Linked DNA regions of Rattus norvegicus: region 1 is linked to region 2. A link is a contact called in public Hi-C data. All regions are on one chromosome and are shown on one strand. The core of a region is the stretch at or near the end of the contact, and the rest is flanking DNA. Distances in the headings are between cores, read along the strand shown. Region 1 holds the start of Sardh (sarcosine dehydrogenase). Region 2 holds the start of Surf4 (surfeit 4).

Region 1 (3,179 bases), core at 285-2,784, 310 kb after region 2:
AGAGCCCTTAGAGGGGCACTGAATGTCCTCTCGGGAGCATTAGGGACACAGGCAGCATGAGAACATCCAGGGCCTGGTGAGAGCATGTCAGAGCTTCCTGATATTTTGAAGGCCATGTCCTGCTCCGAGGTAGAGAAAGGCCCTAGGGCTGCTGAGCAGGGGCTGGAGAGAAGGACTGCAGCCCCAGAGGAACCAAGACTACATTGATGGGAATAGGTGGGGTCACCTGCACATAGGGGGATCCAGGCAGAGGTGGGTAGCCATGTGGAGGAGGCAATGAGGCCAAAACCCCAAACAGGCGCTGGCAATGGACCCGGACAGGAGCCTAGGGTAGCCCCCATGACAGTACCACCCAACCCCACATAAGCTAGTTCTCCTTCAGGGGTTCCCAATAAAAGCCAGTGGAGGCTGAGGTGTCTAGATACCCAGCCCCAGGCTTCTGGATTTCAGAGGGGACTCGGTACTGGCCTAAGGGGTCTCATTTTGCTCTGTCCCCTCCATAGTCCTCCCAGCTACCCTTAAGGGACCATCAAGAGCTTCCTTCAGAAAGCCCACTCCATCCCATCTCCCTATTCATCAATGCAATAATACGGGTTTATCAGGAAACCAACTAGTGACACAGCACAGCCTTTGATCCCAGCACTTGGGAGGGAGAGGCAGGCGGATCTCTGAGTTCAAGGCCAGCCTGGTCTACAGAGTTCCAGGACAGCCAGGGCTACACAGAGAAACCTTGTCTCAAGCCGACCCCCCCCCCCTCACACACACACCCAAAAAAAGTCTACCAGGACTGATGGTGACCAGAGTATCTCCTGGAGAGAGGACCCCTGCCTGCCCAGCACGGGGAAGACTCCTCCAGAGGATTGCTCATGCCGTTCCTGGGATTAGCAGGGAAAGCCAAGGCTTTGGCTGAGTGGGGCTGGCTTCCTTAGTATCGATGACTGTTGTCAAGTAGCCAGTTAACTGAGAAAGTCACTTCCATAATCCAGTGTGGGTGACAAGCTCTGTGCAGTCACTCACCCGCACAGACTGGTCTGAGGCCCGAGACTCTCATCTCTGTTTTAGGGAAAGAGACTGAGGCAAGGGAAGCTTCGGTCACAGGCCTCTGTATGGCTGCACTGAACAAACCCCACGGTGATCTGAAAGCCACATATTCCCCTGGTCCCGCCCAGCATGAGGACTTGGGACCCACTGCGGCACCGTGTCCACGCTGAACCCTCACTGGCACAGTAGGAGAAGGAGTGGGTCAGAGCCAAGCCACCCACCTCAGCACCCCACTCTGCGAGACCCCCTTACCCTGCAGTCTCTTGAGCCATCCCCATCCCCACAGTGACAGCTGTCAAGTTTTCTGTGGCTTCCATGAATGAGACAGGAAGGAAACCCCTCAGCAGGAATCTATACATACCTTAGTCTTCGTCCTAGATTTTCCAGAAGCTCCTGGGAGATTCCTAGCAAGGAAAAGTCAGCATGATATGGACCCAATCGAGGTTCTGCAAGTCCAGGCAGTGCCTCTACCTCAGGACACCATGCCAGGCACTGCATACCTGCCAGAGGAACCTCCTTCCTCTCCAAACTGTGCCCAAGGCCAATGCTGCTGGCTGGAGGACCTGCCACGTGCTCCTTCTCTGCCAGCCCAGCTAGTCAGGGCAGGGGTGGGGGATGGGGCAGCCAGGCCCCCAGCGTGCCCCTCCTTCAGAGCAGATGCTTCATTAACCTGCCCTCTGGCCTCTGCAGCTCTCTCCCTCAGCTTCCCAAGGACCAGGGCACAGGACACAGGGAATGAGAGCTCAGTCACAGGCCTGAGGCCTCAGACACGGGGCTGTTTTCTAAGACAGCAACGGGGTAGAAGGGAACCCAAGAGGGGAAGGCACTGTGCAGAGCCCTCCCATAAAGGAGCCCCCTCCTACACCCCCACATTTATCCATGGCCTTCCCATCTAGTCCATGGTCCTTCAACCAGAAGAAGAGGGAGGTCCCAGCTGGCGACCAACCTGCCCATGAAGGGGCTGTCAGGACACTGCCCCTCCCTTGTTTCCCAAGCTGCATCTGGGTCTAACTGAAAAGGCCACCCACTCCCTTGCTGCTGGTCCCGCCTACAACCGGGGCAGGAATGCACCTCCCACCACCCCAGCTTCCTGGCCAGCCCAGCTGGGACAGCTGCCAAGGGGGCAGTTCTCCTGGCCGGCCAGCAGAGAAGCGCTGTGAGACGGAGCCCGGCTCTGCGGATGACCTCGCTCTCACATTTCCTTCCACATCTCTAACCCGGGGATCTCCAAACTGCTGTGGACCCAGGCATCTTGCCTTCCCTACCTTCCCTACCTTGGTTCCCCTTCCCCCAAGCCAGCTCAATCTATAGTTGGCTTCGTGGGTAGAACTATCCCGCCTTGAACTGAAGCCCCTGGTGAGATCATCTTGGCACTCGTCTGTGTTTCCAACCCCAGCTTGCTCACTCCTGGGACCAGACAGGCCATGGAGGAAGTCAGGCAGCTGCCCACAGTCTGCCTGTATCCAGGACAGTGTGCCCATTCCTGGCATGAGTAGATGTCCTGAGTGAATCCAAGAAGAACCAGTATGTTTTAAAGCCTCTGGATGTCCAAAAATCAGAGTAGGTACTGGTACCAGATGGTCCCTGGTACCCAGCAGGAGCAGAAAGACAGATTTCATAGGCAGTCCTACTAAGCACGTAGCAGCACCCGATCAGGAAGGGATGGGGTGGCCAGCCACTGGTCCCAGACTCTAGCCACCACCCCTGTCCAAAGTCACAACTAGATACTTGTACTTGCGTGGAGCTGTCCATCTCTCCGCCTTGCTGCCAGCTTGTCTCTCACGTACATTTATTGAGACCCTACTGCATACAAATTAGCTCTTGGGAACCCAGAGATACCTAAGACCCTGGTCTGGCGTTCAGGGGCTTGTGAAACAGAAAACAAAGATGGAGGGGAGAGGCCCCTTGATGGCTGCCTATGGAGCTGCTCATTTCAGAAGAGGGTAGCAGAGACGCTGGCTAACCCTGTTGCCATAGGTCTCGATGTCTGCCCTAAGGCTGGTTGGTTACTGTCCCCACCAGCATGAGACTTCTCCGGGACAATGTGGGATCCTGAGATAAGGGACAGAGCTCCCTGTCCGTCCAGATGTAGCCTGTCCCAACAAACCCAAACAAAACTGAAGTCAGGATCTGCTCAC
Region 2 (3,383 bases), core at 883-3,382:
GGAAACAAGACCAGGACTATGTAGATCATGACAAACTGCTCTGTGGCCCTGGGAAGATACAGCCTTGATAGCCAGCCTCACAGGAAGGTAGGTGCCCAGTTTTAACGGCTCAGTTTTCTCATCACTGTCAGAAACAATTTCCAGGTCTCATATGAGAAGCCCAACTTTCTGGGCAAATCTGTTTTTGCAAACTCAGTTCTACTTTTGTTTTCTAAAGACCTGGATCTGCAACATCCCTCTGACAACACCTTAGAGGTAACACTGCACTCCCTAACCGTTAGACACTTTCATTTAGAATGCTGGACTGTTAGCACTGTCCTCACTGACAGATTTCTTTTCGAGGGTACGGATGAATATCCAACACAAAAGATCCCAGGACCGGTCTGTCACCCTGAAGCCACAGAAGGCTTCCTGAGGCCTGCTCACAAGCACAGAAGGTCCTGACACTGGTTCAGAAGAAGAGTCACATCTCAGAAGCTCATGTGGTGTCCTTTGCTACCTTCCAGGTGGACTCTGAGGCTAATCCCTGCAAGAGGGAACCTTCACTGGGAATTTTGGGTTTTAAGCAGCAGGCCATCTGCAGTCCTGGCATCTTTCCACTGGTGTGTAGCTGAAATCTGACTCCAGACCTGAGATGCCCTGGACACCAAGCAGTAGGAGACCGGGGGTTTTTTTCCTGGGTGGTGGACACTGGCCAGTCCAGGAGCCCAAATCAGTTACTTAGCGGAGGTAGATACTGTATTCCCCACAAAAGCCAGTCCAGTCCCCAGATTTGGCTTCTTGCACTTAAATCAAAACAAAGTACATGGAGGACTTCATAAAAAAAAATGAACTCTTCCTCTGGTTGAAATCTATCATTCGATAGTTGGCAGCTTCTTGGAGATATTTTATCTGGGTCGAATTGTGAAATCCACTTGCAAAATGGAGGGTTTTCCAGCTGAAGATCCTGAGGTGAACAGCTCACAAACTTCTCTTGGCTATGGAGCCATCTTCTTAGAGAGCTGCTACTCAGGGAGATAAAACTGGGTCACTGAGAATTATGTCAATGAAACCCATCACATAAGGAAGACCTTGGTCCTTGAGAACTTTTTTACAATTTTAAAGTTATGTATTTAATGCAAAATCATGACATTAGAAACTTTTCCAAAAGGGGTGAAAATGACTTTAAAAAGATCAGCTCACAGGAAAATGGTTCAACGGAACCCAATGAGAACACGGGAGGTGACACCCCTCAAAAGGAGAGGTAGAGAAGCTCATTCGAACCACAGTTCATTTGAAGATGCTCACACACACCCAAGCCTTCCAGTTCTCTAGGCCACGAAATGCCTACTCGTATCACCGACAGCCACGAACACACTAAAAGAACCAAAACAGGCTGGCGGGTGGGCCCGGCACCATTCAGCCTACAGGGCTAGTTCAGACTATATTACTACTTCGCAGACATAATGGGGCAATTTCAGAATTCAAAGGCTCACACTCCACAACTCCCACCCCATCGGTGTCGAACTTAATGTTTAAAAGTGGTGCCACCTGCGCCTCTCTCCGGTTCTAACCCTGCCCAGCTAGTCGCTCGGGCCCAGACTCATCCCAGGCCTTCCCTGCAGTTCACATGCCACCTGTACACTAGGGAAGGAGAGTCAAGGGACAGGCTCCTCTCCTTCGGCAGCGTGGACCCAGATCGGGCAACCGGAGCAGAGTCCACGCGAAGGAGGGAGGGACAGCACGGTCCTAGACAGAGGACGCCCCCACGCAGCGGGGCGCACAGAGTACCCCCTTCCCCAGAGGTCCCCAAGGAGCCGCCGCAGTTCAGAGGGCAGAGGGCACAGAGCAGCACCGCGGGCCCTGGGATCCTCCCTGGCCGCCCCCCGCCCAGCCTCCCTCGGATTTCTCCATGAAGCTGGGCAGGACGGCGAGGGCGGGCGTCCGTGGGGCCGTGATGGCCAGCGGGCTGTGGGGCAGGCCGCACCTGGTCGGCGAAATCCTCGGCCGTGCCCATCAGGTCGTTCTGTCCCATGGCGGCGGCGGAAGGCTCAGCTGGCAGGTCCTGGGCGCTCGCGCCTGCTGCGGCCTCCACAGGAAGTACCCGGCGGCCGGCCTCGCTGAGCCGCGGCTGCTCTAGCGGCTGCCACGTAGGCCAAGCCTTAAAGGGGCCGCGCCTCCCGCCGCGCCCCGCCCCGCCTGCCGCGCGCCCTCACGCTCCAGACCCCGCCCGCCACGCTCGAGGAGCCTGGCGCCGGCGCACCGCCCGTCACGAGCAGGCCCCGCCTCCGCCGCGCGCCCTTCCCGAGTAGACCCCGCCCCCACGCTCCAGGCCCCACCCCCTCTATCCCCCACGGACCGCCCCTAGCCCTTTAGCCTCTAGAACCCGAAGCACTGACCGCTTTACACCCACACCAAGCAGCAGGTCCCGCCCACCGTGCTGGTTGACTTCCTGCCACCTGTGTCTCCCGCCCGTTGTACTTGAGGCTCCGCCTACCGCGTCATCACAGAATCTGCCCCGCCCCCACCCCGCCCAACACACCGGGCCCCGCCCTTCGTCCCGTACGCGGCGACCTATTCTCTGGCTTCTTTAAGGGGCATAGAGCAAGTACGCCATGTGCGTGCCAAAGTGCTAAGCAGACACGCCCCGGGTTGAGGGTTATGGAAGTCAGGTGGAGGGACTGAGGAGGTGGGGTGGGCACACGGAGCAGTCACTACCGAGCATGCTCAATCGAGGGTTCGACTACCGGCCTGGCTCGAGGGCTTAGCCCCGCAGAGGGACAGTGAGGCTGTCTTGTCGAGATACCATGGAAAAGTATCAGGTGCTGAGATGCCCCCAACCAAGGCCCAGAGTCCGTAGGTAGCAGGACAAGTCCGAGGTTCACACAGCCAGGCCCATCTTCCATCACAGGTTGACCCCATAATCCCCGCAAGTTTCCTCCTCTGAGTCCTCCTTCGAGTCCTCCCAGGGCCTCAGTTTCCCTCTAAAATGATGACTAATCGCCCATTCTGACCTCTGGTGCACGTGCCCTTCCCTCCATGTATGGGGGACTTTAAAGGGAGAACATAGAACCAAAAACCTGAGTGGATTTTTTTAAATTGCTTTTTTCCTGACACATCAGATTTATTAAATGTCAGAGTCAGTTTATAAAAGCTTCGCTTTCGCGCATTCACTTCTCTTCTCTTTTCTAGCATTCTCTGAGAGAAGGTTTTAGATGCGTTAGCCAAGCAAATGCACTTGTGATGGCAGAAATGTTTAAAGAAAAAAAAAAAATCCACTGCTCACTGACCCGGGGTTGGGCTCCAAAGACTCCCTGTATCCTCTGCATTCTATCCTTCCTGAACTGCCTACATATCTTGTCGCTTTCCCCACACTGACAGCAGCCTCAGTCCTCAGGCTCAGT

The links. Hi-C and Micro-C count contacts between places; a contact is called where the count stands out from the background.
Region 1: a contact with region 2 is called in a Hi-C map of Schwann cells, with 6 times the contacts expected there. The contact joins the promoter of Sardh here to the promoter of Surf4 in region 2. A contact is called at or near these places in 3 of 12 Hi-C or Micro-C datasets (Schwann cells, frontal cortex and mammary epithelial cells).

The regions. Positions count from the first base shown.
Region 1 is chr3:30,970,123-30,973,301 of GRCr8, forward strand. It overlaps Sardh (sarcosine dehydrogenase), which reads right to left and starts at 1,535. Exons shown (of 21, transcript NM_053664.3): 1 at 1,403-1,535.
Region 2 is chr3:30,657,163-30,660,545 of GRCr8, forward strand. Surf4 (surfeit 4) reads right to left here and starts at 2,133. Exons shown (of 6, transcript NM_001033868.1): 1 at 1,967-2,133. The coding sequence starts at 2,014. It overlaps Stkld1 (serine/threonine kinase-like domain containing 1), which reads left to right and starts at 2,741. Exons shown (of 19, transcript NM_001395744.1): 1 at 2,741-2,801. The coding sequence starts at 2,787.